Regions from separate parts of the Rattus norvegicus genome. Here regions 1 and 3 are each linked to region 2. A link is a contact called in public Hi-C data. All regions are on one chromosome and are shown on one strand. The core of a region is the stretch at or near the end of the contact, and the rest is flanking DNA. Distances in the headings are between cores, read along the strand shown. Region 1 has its middle 60 kb from the start of Msn. Region 2 holds the start of Msn (moesin). Region 3 overlaps Msn (moesin).

Region 1 (4,864 bases), core at 1,779-4,278, 60 kb before region 2:
AAAGATCTTTTCTATAGTCCAGAGAACAGACAGGTAAACGTGTGATATGATGTGGTGGGGTACATATCATATCGTAGGAAGTGAGCGAAATGGCATCTGTACAGAAAACACTGTAGTGTTTGAATTAGGAACATTGGTAAAGAAGGAAGAAGAAAAATGAGTAAGGTACTCTAAAGTAGAGTCAACTGCCACTCCCATCCTTAAACTGCCAGACAGATAGCTATTTTTTTCCTAACTTTCTATTGGATTGTGTCTGTGTCTGGTGCTACTGTTGCTGTTGCTCCTCCTGGTGGTGGTGTGTGCACTTACACGCCATTTTCCTGTCTCTCAATATGCTTAGTAGCTTCCTGGTTATTTGTCCGCATCTGAGTATGAATATACATTTTCAGGCATGTAAAGTAGGCTATACTTTGCTGTGTGTCCTACACCTAGTCCGTGCTGTGGTTAGATTGACTGGCTAAAGGAATTACTTCAAATTGTCTTGTGCATCTTTGGGTGAAGAAATCTCCCACCCCCCAAAGGTGTTTCCAAATTCTGTTGCTATTCTAGAGTGTGATGAATTTGATTGGTTATAAGAGATATTTCAAATTGTCTGTGCTCCATGGCACAGCGACAGCTTGAAATTCAATCATTGCTGGCTGCAGGAATTACCATAATACATTTGGCTCGATTTTCCACACAATAATTTAAGACTTTGCTGCCTCTTCTTTATGCAAATCTATCCAACTAAATGACACCAAACTGGGGAACGCTTTTGCAAACTGATATCTTCCAATGAGAACATTGTGCTGCCTTGTGGTGATGAGTGGGTTGGGGAGGCTACAGCCCAAAAGACCCCAGTTCTGATTACAATTTGATTCCTATAGAGGACTAGTCCACACAGGTTTCAGATCTCATAGAATTTAGATGGTGACTTTCATATTCTTTTCATTGCACCTTATGAAATAGGAAATGTTGAGGGCCAGAGAAATGGTTCCATGCTTAAAAGCACTTGTTCTTGCAGAGGCCGTGGGTTCAATTCCCAGCATTCACATGGCAGTTCACAACTGTCCATAACTTCAGTTCCAAAATGCATTTGATATACAACATACAAGTGAGCAAAACATTGGTGGCACATAAAATATAAATATTTATTTTTATCAGATAGTTAATGTATTTACATTTCAAATGTTATCCCCTTTCCCTGTTCTCCCCACTCCCATCCCCCTGCCCCCTGCTTCTATGAAGATGCTCCCACTCCTACCCACCCACTCCAACCTCAACACATTGGCATTCCCCTACACTGGGGGAACAAGCCTTCACAGGATCAAGGGCTTCTCCTCCTATTGATGCCAAACAATGCCAATGCCATCCTTTGCTATATATGTGGCTGAATCCATGGGTCCCTTCATGTGTACTCTTTGGTTGGTGGTTTAGTTCCTTGAAGCTCTGGGGCATCTGGTGGTTGATATTGTTCTTCCTATGGGGTTGCAAACCCCTTCAATTCCTTCAGTCCTTTCTTTAACTCCTCCCCAGGGGTCCACATGCTCAGTCTGATGGTTAGCTGCAAGCATTTTAATCTGTATCAGCAAGGCTCTGGCAGAGCCTCTCAGGAGACATCCATATCAGGCTCCTGTCAGCAAGCACTTCTTGGTATCAACAATAGTGTTGAGTTTAGTGGCTGCATATGGCGTGGGTCCCCAGGTAGGGCAGTCTCTGGATGGCCTTTCCTTGAGTTTCTGCTCTATTGTTTGTCCCTGTATTTCCTCCTCTGAATATTTTGTTCCCCCTACTAAGAAGGACTGATGCATTCACATTTTGGTCTTCCTTCGTGAGCTTCATATGCTCTGTGAATTGTATCTTGGACATTCTGAGCTTTTGGGCTAATATCCACTTATCAGTGAGGGCATACCATGTATGTTTTTCTGTGACTGGGTTACCTCACTCGGGATGACATTTTCCAGTTCCATCCAATTGCGTATGGATTTCATAAAGTCATTGTTTTTGATAGCTGAGTAGTATTCCATTGTGTAGATGTACCACATTTTCTGTATCCATTCCTCTGTTGAAGGGCATCTGGGAGCTTTCCAGCTTCTGGCTATTATAAATAAGGCTGTGATGAACATAGTGGAACATGTGTCCTTGTTATCCAAGAGGTGGTAGCACATAGCTTTGATTCTAGCACTATGCAGGCAGAGGCAGGTGGATCTTTGTGAGTTCAAGGCCAACCTGGTCTATATAGAGAGTTCCAGGACAGCTGGGCCTACACAGTGAAACCCTGTCTCAAAAAAGGGGGGTGGTGTTTTATTGTGACTCTTCTCATCTCCTATAGCTACCAGCTCTACCAAGTATATTCGGGCTGCCAATAATCACATCTTGCCTTGACTTTAGTTACATCTGGCTAAGAACCAATGAGAAGGATAAAATTATCCAAGCTCTACCAAAGGAATTAGAGTTCAGACTGCAGTTTCTTAATTCTCTGTCAAGAACTCTACAGTCCATCCTGCCGTGGAAAATTTCAGGTCTATATCTCTATTGCACATGACTTAAACTGTTCTTACCACATGTCCCCAGTCCCTTTCCTTGCTGGACCTCACTGCTTTTATCTGCACCATGGAAATAATAGGCAACAGCTTTGTTTCTTTATGTGAACAATCAGAGCATAAACCTGTGGGTCCTGAACCAGGATGAAGAGAGGAAGAAGCAATCAGGGCTTGTCTCAGAAACTATGTGTCACAACCTCCTTTGACTCCAAGTCTCCATTAAAAGAAATAAAATAACCTTTCCGGTTTGGGAAATCTTGCTCTAACCCATAAGTTTTAAGGCCTCTGAGAAGTGGGACAGCATATCCGCTTTGCAACCTCTCATGCCTTATAGGGCTAGAAAGACCTAAGTGACTGACTAGTCAAGTGAGGGAATTGTTGGCCTGGAGAAATTTCCGAGTTCCGGGGGATCTAACTCTAGTGGGGAAGGGGGTGACTGCCACTCAGCCCTGGGCAGATTGGCAGGCTGGGCTGAGCCTGCATGTTCTGGAAAGGCCAGTAATGATGTCATGGGACTCTTTGGGCTGCAACAACAGGAAACCACTGAATGTTTACATTGGCTCCCAGAGCCTAGCCGGCCTGTTTTTTCTTTACTTCCTCAGTCTATCTGTTTCCTCTGATTCAAATACTATGAAGAGTGGCTCACTACCCAGGCTAGGAAAAGCGGAAGGGAGGCCCAAAAAGAAAGCCTCCTTCCCAGTCTAGAGAGCCAGATGATTGGGAGGGGAAGGCTGGATTTACCCTATCTGGGGCCCTGCCAAGGGTAGCACTTAGAGCAGGGGAAGCCAAGCAAATGGTATGTGCTTAGAGTACTCCAAAAGCAACTTCAGAATTCTCCTTTGGAACCAAGTTCTAAACTTAGATCCATCTTTATATCTCCAAATCCTGTCACTATGTCTTGCTTATAAAATTTACTTGAACCTATTTTAGCCAACTCTGCACTTGAGTTCAAAGTGTTACATTATGCTCTCTGCGGATCTGTTTAGGGATGTGATAACAAGATGGAAACTAGGGATAGGGATGTAATTCAGCTGTTAAGAGTGCTTTACTAGCACACCTGAAGCTCTGGATTCATCCCCCAGTACCACACAAAATGAAGTGTGGAGGTGCATGCTTGTAATCACAGAACTCACCAGGTGGAGGCAGGAGGATCAAGAATTCACAGTCATTTTTGGCTACATCGTAATTTTGGGGCCAGCTTGGGCCACATGAGACCTTGTCTGTAGGCATAATATTTTTGCAGCCTATTTTTAATAAGGGTTCAACCTCTCCTCTAGTCCATCACCCAGAAGGGTTAGTAGAAAAGTTATTAGGATATGGGGGAAGTGGACCTGTTCAGCAATAGTTCCTTGAAGGTGAGCTCCATCTTCTTTGGCAGCAATTCGGTTCCATAGAAAACACCAAATACAATTCAGCAGCTGCAGACCAGTCCTCTAGGTAGGCAGACACCAGCAGGAACCAGCATTTACAGTCCAGTCCTTTCAGCAAACAGACAACAGACATAATTTGACAGCTATAGTCCAATCCTTTCAGCCTAAGACAAGGTTGCAGGAGCAACAAGCTGCTGCAGGAACCCTATAGCAGGTCTTAGGTGACCTCTCAAGAGAGGCATTACCACAAGTTGAGCTCAACAATGCTATGTAAGGTGAACCAATACCTGCCTCTTTAGCAAAGAATAGCAAGGCAGAGCAAACCAAACCAATACTCAGTGTCTGTCTCCAACTGTTTGTGGGGTCATATTTATAATCCTTCGTCACAGGTCCTTCCATGTATTTGCTATATCAAGACATCCTTTCACCCGTGTTCCCTAGCAAAACACCATTTGACACAATTAACTTTCCAAAGAACTACAAAGTTTCCACTTTACTTGTCTATCCCCCCAAAAAGATGCAAAATGTACTTCTTTCCTTCCAGGAATTGACAATACCTTAATGCAATGGTAGTGAGCTTTCTGTCTCCTGACCTGTTACTTTCATCCACATTTTTGTCCCAGTTCTAGATCCCGCATTATTTCCCATTTTCAGACATCAGCTGCTCCTTCAGAAGTGTTTAATTGGGTTTCAGTTCCAGAGAGTCCATTATGGCACAACAAAGGCAGGGCAACAGGAATAGCTGATAGCTCACATCTCAAACTACCAGAAGGAATCAGAAAAGCACACTGGGAAAGACATGAGTCTTTGAAACCTCAAGCCTGCCTGTAGGGACACACTAACTCCAAGAAGGGAACATCAGTGCTGGTTAATTTTCTGTGAACTTGATATAAGGTTGAGTTGTCTCAATGAAGGAAACCACAGTTGAGGAAATGACCTCTGTCTTAGTTAGGGTTTACTGCTGTGAACAGA
Region 2 (4,563 bases), core at 498-2,997:
GTGGAGGGTCCATGGGCCATGGCAGTATCAAGGAATGTTGATTGGTTACCATTTCTACTCTTGCTACTGAGGTATTCTGAGAGGTCTTACTCCTCCTTGGGGCAAACACTTGACAGGCAAAGTTCTTTTTTACCTTACCACCTATCAGTGAACAGTGGTATCAGTGTCAGAAATGGAGGCATGTTGACTCATGAACACTGTAAAGTTGTGAGAAAATAAAATGGAACTGTTAGGTTCCTGAGTGTAAATGTAAGACTTTATGCAACTACCTACATGTTTCCTTTTTTCCTGAACTGGCTACTTATTTCTCCTCTTTTTATAATGTTTGAATGGGAAAGGACCTTGGAAACCCTGTAGTTTGGTCATTGTTATGGAAGGGGAAACTCAATATCAGAGAGGGGAAGGGACTTACCCAAGAAAGCGCAGAGGACACAGTGTGAGTTAATGATAAAACAATGATTTGAAGCCCGGTGGGTGTTCCGATTGCCCCTTTCAGATGTCCTTTCCACTATTCTGTGTTTGACTCTCCATCACTGAGGTATATGGTAATTTACCTCAGGAAAGACACACAATCCATGCCCCTGCATGGTTACCAGAACTGGAGGGTATCTCACCTGAAAGACTTGAATTTTTATTAAAAAGTGAATGTGAACCTGGCATTAGAGTGCATACCTATAGTCCCAGCACTAACGTGGCAGAAGCAGGAGGATTGGGGGTCCAAGTCAACTGGCTGCTGTTAGTACTCTGTGTCAAAAACAGTGGAAGTCTAGAAATGGTGTCAGACATCTGTGACCCAGTTGAGGTAGTAGGATTATTAGTCCAAGACTAACTTAGCCAATGTAGTAGGATCGTGAGTTCAAGACTAACCTAATCTATATAATGAGTTTAAAGCCAGCTCTGGTGACAAACAGACCAACCAAATCCAATATGTTGGGGAAGGGCTAAGGAAAAAACCAGAATACTGATGTGAGGAGAGTTGGGACTGGGAATTGGAGGATAGAAAGTGAACTTAGAAAACAGATATTTGGGAAAGGATCTCAATTCTGGAGAAAATGAGGCCCATACAGGGTCGAAGGAAGTGTGACAGGTTAAATGAATCCTATAGAAGGGAATGAATTGCTGAGGAAGAGCTGAAGAAGTTTAGTCCAGAAGTTTCCTGAGGAGTAGCAGAACTCCCAGGGGCTGCTATGGACAGCAGAGGATTTGTTGTGGTCCCAGGGAGCTTAAGGTGTTGAGTGATTGGAAGTCACAGAGAAAAAAGGAGGAACTTTCTAACTGACAAGGCTTCCTAGAGAGGGAACTGGGCAGCTCTACTAGGCAACCGGGTTCCCAATAGTGGTAACTCATAGTTCAGAAGCATCTGCTAGGGTGTGGCCCCCCAGTCAAGCTCTGGCTCAGACTGGGGGCGGAGTCAGATGGTCGAAACTTGGAGGGAGGGGGCAGTGAGGAAAGGTGGGGGGGCAGAGTGGGCATGGGTGGGGAGTGGGTGTCTTTGCGGAGTTTTGGCCCCGGGTCTGGCCCCCCACGTGGCCGGAGTAGCCTCTCTGGGCTGGGCAGGGTTGGGCGGGGCGATGCCCGAAGCCGCGGGCAGGCTGGCGGGAGGGCGGGGAGAGGCGCGGAAGCCCGGCCACATAAAGGAGCGAGCAGCGCAACGGGGGCGGCTCTTTCCTGGGTGGGGTTTGTAAAGTCGTGGCCCGTTAGCAGGAAGCGGAGCAGTCGCCCGACGCTAGAGTGGGACCCAATCTGAGCACCCGGTTCTCCCGAGTCCTTGCCGAAGTGTACTGCGCGCTCAGAGCAGCCCGACAGTTTCCAGCCAAACTTCAGCAACTCCTCCCTTGCCGCCACCATGCCGAAGACGGTGAGTGCGGCGGACTGGCGCGGTCGGCCCTGGGGGCTCCAGTTTGACCCTTGCCACTCTATGGCTTCGGGCTTGGTTGGTCTTAGGCCTGCTGGGGATGCTGGGCTGTCCCTTAGGGCCCTAGGAAGGAGGAGATAGTGGGGTCCTAATTTGAGCGCTTTAGGGGGTGACGGGGTGTAAAGACTAAAGTGTGGATAAGGAGTGGCCAGCCTTTCTTGGGTTCCAGTTCCCCGCCTCTGGGATGAAGCAGTGGAAACTCTTTTGAGGGGCTGGATAAACCCCCTTTTCTAACGGGTCGTTGGGCACTGGGAAAACGACTCTACTTTTGAGAACATTTCCCCCGCCCAGGAATTGGCGCCTTTCTGGAGCAAAGCTATCAGTGTCTCAGAAGAGCCCCATGGTTACAGAGAAGCAGGGAGGAGAGAGGAAGTTGCACAGGGCGGATCCCACACACCCATCCACCTTTCCCATAACCGCCCCTCTTCTACCCCACTTCTGCTCTGCCCCCTTCCACGGCTTCACAGCTCCAACTCCTTCCCCTGGGAGATGAGGAAGATGTAGGGGGACTCATCAGCTAGGCTGCTTTTCCCAGGGGTACAAACACTTCATTAGGCACAAGTCTGTGGAGGGGCCCACTCAACCTACTGGAAGACAGGGCAGGTTTCTCTTCCTCTATTCAAAATCCCTGTCAGACATAGTGCCTCTCTGTCCCCTTAGGACCGTTTTGTGAGGTATAGGTTTTCTCCTTTGGGGGCCACACCTATCTAGTGTGGTGGTTGATTTGTGATCTGGTCTCCACCCCACTGGCTGTTGCTACCCGAAGCCTCCTGGGAGTGAGGCCTAGGGGGGCCGGATGCCCAGTAGGGAGGGGTGGGGGAGGGGTATGTGCTTGACTAATGAGCTCTGCTTGCTTTTGTGCAAGTCACGCCAGGTCCTTGCTCATGAAGGCCCTATGACCACCGTGAATTGAATTACTTAGGTGAAGGGGCTTGCTGGGTTCCTGTGTTGTATGTTGCTAGCCTATCCATCTCTCTAGGACTGCCTGAGCTTGGTAGAACTGAGATAGTGTCTAGGATGCTTGAGAAGGGATTAAGGCGCCTGGGAAGAGAAGAGAGCGAATAGACATGGGGAGGTCTTTGTGTCTGTATTGAGGTTTCTTCGCCACCTTATACTATATTCCAGCTACACTACTGAGTCGTCCTTGCCTTCGCAGAACCCAGTTCTTAAGAAACACCAAGCTTTCTTTTTTAAATATATATTCTAATTTTTTGAGTCAGAGTCCCTTAGTCTTATATAAAATTATACTTTGTGAAAGTATATACGTATGTGAAATTATACTTTGTTCCCTACCTCCACTGCCCTCCTGTCATCTCCTTCACCCCAAGACCTCTGGCAGATTTCCTAACTCCCCTCAGTTAGTCTTCCCTTCTGTTTTCTTATCACATGTATTCTGTGGGGCTTTGCAGTGGGGAGGATCTCACCCTATAATCTAGGCTGGCATGGTACTCCCCATGTAATGTAGGTTGCTTTCAGATTTTTGCCAATCTTCCTGCCTCGGCGGTGCTGAGATTACGGGCTTGAGCCACCACATCTGGCTTGTTAAATTGTTTTGATAGAGGATTTGATTCTAGCCAAGGCTGGTTTGAACTCACTTTGTTTTGTAGCCTGAGATATACCTAAAAACTCTTGGAAGTAAATCCTTTTCAAATGAGAGATTCTAAGTTTGAGCCACCACTAAACTCGGCTTCTATTCCTTCAGCTTCTAAGCTGTGTACTTAACCATTTCTAAACTATGAAAGATAGAGAATGGTAGTGTCAAAAATTAAATGCCTTTTTTTGTGTTCGACATGATCAGTTTCACCGTTTAAGCCAATTTCTCTTAGCCAGGACAGCCTACTTTGAATATGTTGAAATACACCTTTTTGGGACTATTTCTGGTTACTAGTTCCCAAAGTCTGGTCTTGTGTTTTTCAAGGCAAGGTCCTATACTGTTGTAGCAGAGGTAGGCCTCCAGTTCCTAGCCATCTCAACCCAGCCCGCTGAGTGCTAGGATCAGAGAAGCTCTTACAGGTTCTGGTCTCAGTGCCTCACGTGGCAACTTACAACTGCCTGTAACGCCAGTTCCAGGGGATCTAACTCCCTCTTTTGGTGTCCTTAAGCATCAGGCACAAATGTGGTACACATACATGCTGCCAAAACACTCATGAACATAAAATAAAAATAAACTTTTTTTTTTGGAGAAAGTCTTTCCCTTTCAATTCCATCTTTAACTTTTTGTTTTTATTTCCAAGAATTAGGAGACTCACTTAGATTTCCTAAAAAGGAGATTGTTAATTTTCAAGATTTTGAGTTTTTAATTTCAAACTTTAGGATGTATTAAGTGTTACAATTTATTTATTTGCTGAACTGGTTTTATGAAACAGGGTCTCATATATCCTAGGCTAGACTTGAACTTCCACCACCAAAATACTGGGATTTGTTGTCATAAGACCAAGTCCAAGTCTTCCCATTGTCTAGATGGGGGGATTGAAACTGGTGAACGGGGAGAATGGACCATGACTGTTGCAGCATACCAACAGGAAGACTACAACTTGGGTCTAGGTCTTTTTTGAGGTGGGGAGGTCAGTCTTGGAAAAACCTGTTTAGTTTACTGGGATTTAGCAAATCATGGGAAAAAGTGATCAGTGCTCACTGGATGGTACCAT
Region 3 (4,870 bases), core at 1,383-3,882, 38 kb after region 2:
GATTTTGGGAGCCTTGGTAAGTTTTATTGAGTGGTAAGGATTAGTAATACGAGATTGCAGGAAAAAAATAGTCAGCGGAGTTCAGAGAAAGGAAGGGTGACATGGCAGCCTTACCCCACAGAAGAGGATAACGTGCCGTAAATGCTCTGTTACGCTCACTCTTCTTTATAATTCTGTTTCTTGGGGAGAATTTCCCATTTCTCCTAAGAGAGAGAACATGAACAAAATGCTGGGCCAGGCTTTGTGGTGCATGCATGTTATTCTAGCATTAGGGTCATGAAGGGCAGGAAAATTAGGAGGCAAAGGTCATTTTTAACTACTATGAAACATCTACTTTCATACTGAAGTAGATTGCAATCAACCTTAGCCTAGCCCTGGGGTTGAAAGTAGTTCTTTTTGACTAGGCCTGTAAGTTTTCTCCTGGCCCCTGAATAGTTTACTAATACTGGCTTCAGCAGTTGTAACTTCAGAGACTTGGATTCTTCTCATAAGCAGTTGAAGTTATCTCAGCTGGTGCTTGGATCAGCGGCATTGTTTTTCAGAGACATGACGTCGAAGGTTGGTGTGTTGTGCTCCTAAGCAGAGGGAATAGAGCCCTCTTCTGGTGCCCTGGGCAGAGCCTGCATCTCCAGGCTGCCAAAAATGGTCTGTCTCCAGTCTACAAATAACTTCCTATGAAACTTGCTGGCAGGAGCCTGGGTCAAGCAGGAAGCTGACTGGAGAGAGTGAAGCCCAGCTGGGTGTGGCTCCAAATAACCATTTCTCACATTTGGATGCTTATTTTATTAATGATGGGCTTACTTCCTCTTCATTTCGGCACCTTCAAAGTTTTATGGGAATTGTTACTCTTGGCTACCTAGGTTTGGACCCATTCCTTTTATTCTTCGCCTCCATGTTGTTATGAAATATTGTGTCTCCCTAGAATGTGTAGTAGTGGTTATCTCAGCGTGAAAGTTAGATCTGTACCCTGTGAAAAACTAGACTCCCAAATAGTATCAGTTTTGTGTTTTTAATGGAAGCCTGCTGATACAGCCTCCTCCACACAGTATCTCCAGATTCAACATAGCCTTTCTGAAGGGTCTATTGATGCTTCTGGGATCTAGGATGGCATGAGGCATATTAAATGTGCTATGGGATCAAGAGCTAGTTTTTAGAAACTAGATATTCTCTGTGGGGTTGGAGGTGGAGTGCTGCTGGTCTTCATTAACCCTTGACTAAACCTCTAGCACTGAGCCACTCTCCTAGCCCAAGCACCCAGATTTTAATCCCTGTCTTCAACACTGTCTAGGGGCTGTATGACACTGGGCCAGTGCCTCTCTTTCTTACAGCTCAGTTTTCCTATCTGAACTATTGATTTTGAGTGAAATGCTCACTGAGGTCCTTTTAGGTTTAAGAGTTTGGGAATCCACACTGCTTTTCGTTTTGGAGACTAGAATAAGAAATTCTGAAGGGAAAAGTCAGATGAATTTCTGGGGAATGACCATGTTAAGGACATCACAGGGAAACCTATGTACTTGGAGGAAGGTCTGAACTGGGGTTGGGCATTGTTTGTTTTTAGGGTAGATCTTGACTGATGAGCTGCTTTTGACTGTGAGACCATAATTGGTTAGACACACACACACACACACACACACACACACACACACACACACACGTACTTTCCTGCTGATAAGGTGGCTGTATCCTCATTGCCGGGAAGGTTTAGCACCTCAGACATGGTAAGTGAAAGAATAGCACTCAAGTCTCTAGTGTACTCACTCTGTCAGTTGAAATGCTTCTTGGAATTTTTGGAGGGCAGGGCTGAGCCAAAACAAATGAAAGAGACTCTTGTCTCCTGTGCCTTTTGGAGCAGCTGGAGTGGTTGGAGAACTAATGTTGAGTTATGAAGGTATGGGTGTGGGTCAGGATTGCTGTGGTTCTCTTCAGTAGAAAGTACAGGGAATAGACACAGACATAGGAACGGTTAAGCCCAGGCAGGTCTGGAAAGATCTGGAAATAGGTCAAAAGAGAGGTAAGAGGATAATCATGCCAGGTGCCATTTCCAAATTATTAGGGAGAAAGAAGAATGAGTTGTTGGAAAGTCTATGTGAGTGTATATATATGTTGGGGGCAAGGGGCAGGGTTAAGGGATTTCTCCACCTCCTGGACTAGAAAGTCGAGGCAACTCCTAACTTTCTTCTTAGAGAAAACAAGTGCTTGAGTTGAGGCTGTTCTGTTATCCTAAGCATCAAGATAGTTTAGGCACTGCCACAGGAAATGCTGGCTGAAGGTGATTTGGGTGACACTGGTGATTAGTCTGCCGGAGGAAGGGATTGGAGTTCTGAGGTTGCCCTAGTAAGACTTGTATTTCTTCTTGATCCTCTCCTCCAATTATAATCGTCTTCCTCCCATTATCAGCTCCCTTGAACGCCTAGAAAGAAAGACCCCTCCCTCAGAATTCAGAGATGGCAGGTAGTAAGGTTGTTGAGCTAGACCCAACTGGGCTTACACAGGTTCTGCCCTAGGGAGACAAGGGAATCCTATCCAAGCAGTGTTTCCCAGATGTATCCAGGCTTCCTATGCTACAGTGTGTGGGCTTTGGCAAAATAGTTAAGCAAGACAGTGAGTGTCTGAAGAGAGCAGTGAAATTACCATGACTAGAGGGGTGGGTGGAGTTATGGAAGGAGCTCCAAGAATGTCCAGAAGACCCGCCTCCACCCAACTGCTAGCAGAGGAAATTTGGCTTAAGTGATTGAACTGAGACTGTGGGTGATGGGGCTGGCACAGAGTTGGCATACAATAAGTGTTCTGTCACCTGCGCCTGTGTACTTCAGTTTTCTTCACTTATGTACTGACAAGAGTTATGTTCAGTTTTTCCAGGGAATTAACTTGTGATTATTTCTTCTCCCCCTCTACCCCCCAGGGAAAAAATTTTATTGTTAAGAACACATAACAGGTGGGGGTGAATTATGGCTAGACCACTTTGCTGTGAAGTACTACTGCTTACCTGGGTGATCCTGGCTCTAAGGAAAGGGAGGGTCTCTTTGAAGCCACTGTGTCATAGACTAAAGCACTCCAGCTACTGCTGCCAAGTGAGAGTCAGCATCTGGCCTGGTTATATTTCAGGCTGTCCAATTTGAGGTGTAAGAGTGATCCTAGTTGAAGCCTTTGGGTGGTGGGCCACCAAGAGGAGTTAATTCTCAGAGAGGCTTCCTGTGGGAAGTATCTATGTTCAATTGTTCAGTAAGCTTCAGTGGATTTATTGTTCTTGGACTAGAGGTAGGAGGGCCAGTGGACATGTGAGGATGACACACTCTTGAAATGCATACCCATGATTTTTGTTGTCATATTCCTTAAACCCTTCTGTTCTCCATAGATAGAATCTTTGACCTCAGCGTATGTGTGCATACTGAGGCCCAGCTTAGGCAAGGATTTAGCTGTGTAAACAATTCTCTCTGCTGAGAATTATGCTTTAAATTGCTAGTTTACTCAGATCAGCTCCTTTATTCCCTGCCAGGGAAATTTTTGCTGAATTTGGAAGCTTCAATTTCAGGGTTTAAAAAGAAATTTCTATGTGTATTTATGTGTGCACTTACCATTGTATGCAGAGGGCAGAGGATATCTTATGATAGTTGATTTGTTCCTTCCAACATACAGATTTAGGGCTTGAACTCAGGCTGTAAGTCTTAGTGGTGGGTACCCACTGGCCACCTTCTGTTTTTTAACCTTCCCAAACAAGTCTTCTCTCTTCTTTCTTTTTCCCTGACTCTTTCTGTCTCTCTGTCTCTGTCTGTCTGTCTCTGTCTCTCTGTCTGTCTCTGTCTCTCTGTCTGTCTCTGTCTCTGTCTCTCTGTCTCTGTCTCTCTGTCTCTGTCTGTCTCTGTCTCTGTCTCTGTCTCTCTCTCTCTCTCTCTCTCTCTCTCTCTCTCTCTCTCTAATGAAAAAGTGAGGTCAAGTCCAAAAGGAGGGAAGTAGTACCTAAGAGAGGTAAATGTGCAGAGGGCCTCATGTGCCATGGGTCTGGGCTATAGCTTGTCTTGTGTAATTTTCACTCCAGATTATCAAAGAACAAAGCAACCTTTAATCAGTACTAACTTGCACTATTTTCATCATGTTTTAGGCTCCATTTATTTTACTCAAATCCCCTTGTTTTGGTTTTTTTCTATTTTGAGTCCCTTTCCCAGTCCTGTCCTTGGAGATCTATGGAAAAACCACTTTAATATTATTCTTAATTTGCACAAAAGGTTTTTCTGTTCTGCTTTTCAGGGACTTCCCTGTGTATTACCATTACAGTTCTTTGGTAATTCAGTAATTGCCTCAAGGTCAGAATAGTTCTACAGTTCCTCTACACCTATAATTCTTTAAACAGTATGCTTCATCTGTATTAGGTAAATTGAAATAAATTTCTAGAAAGTTCCTTATCCAGAAATTCTTCTATCCATGACTAGCATTTGAAATAGGAAAGACCTATGAATGTGGACAGAGTTGGCTCTCGACCAGTTGTGGGTTGAAAATATTTGGGGAAAATAATTGCATCTGTACTGAACATGTGCCGACTTTGTCCTATTATTCCTCAACCAAAAAAAGAATAGTGGCTTATTTATATAACATTACATTGCATCAAAATTTGTTTATGTTATGTGAGAGACTGAACATATGCTGAGCCATGGTTCTACTATGGGGCTATGTTCCCAGCCCTTGTGTTTAGTATTAGATGATATTCACACTTGATTTAGAGAACACAAGAGGATGTATGTAGGTTACACGTAAATATTATGACATTTTTTAAGAGACTTGAACATTTGTGGGGGTTTGAGCCCACGGGGGTCCTGGAAGCAGTCTTTTATAGATTCAAAGGGATGGCAGCATATGTTTGCACTTGAGTTCCAAC

Evidence for each region. A called contact is a pair of places that touch in the nucleus more often than the background predicts.
Region 1: a Hi-C map of mammary epithelial cells shows a contact between it and region 2, with 2.3 times the contacts expected there. The contact joins the enhancer-like site here to the promoter of Msn in region 2. A contact is called at or near these places in 3 of 12 Hi-C or Micro-C datasets (the Rat2 cell line, Schwann cells and mammary epithelial cells).
Region 3: a Hi-C map of the A7r5 cell line shows a contact between it and region 2, with 2.0 times the contacts expected there. The contact joins the enhancer-like site here to the promoter of Msn in region 2. A contact is called at or near these places in 6 of 12 Hi-C or Micro-C datasets (the A7r5 cell line, Schwann cells, frontal cortex and 3 more).

What each region holds. Positions count from the first base shown.
Region 1 is chrX:64,942,968-64,947,831 of GRCr8, forward strand. No RefSeq gene overlaps it. Among named protein-coding and RNA genes, the nearest start is that of Msn, 60 kb to the right of the region's middle. Within about 2 kb of position 3,029, at least 18 of the 93 cell types and tissues checked have an H3K27ac peak or open chromatin away from gene starts, as enhancers often do.
Region 2 is chrX:65,003,799-65,008,361 of GRCr8, forward strand. Msn (moesin) reads left to right here and starts at 1,748. Exons shown (of 13, transcript NM_030863.2): 1 at 1,748-1,858. The coding sequence starts at 1,847.
Region 3 is chrX:65,041,304-65,046,173 of GRCr8, forward strand. The region is part of intron 1 of Msn (moesin); the gene reads left to right. Among named protein-coding and RNA genes, the nearest start is that of Msn, 38 kb to the left of the region's middle. Within about 2 kb of position 2,633, at least 14 of the 93 cell types and tissues checked have an H3K27ac peak or open chromatin away from gene starts, as enhancers often do. A contact at or near this core is called in the A7r5 cell line, where this site is marked.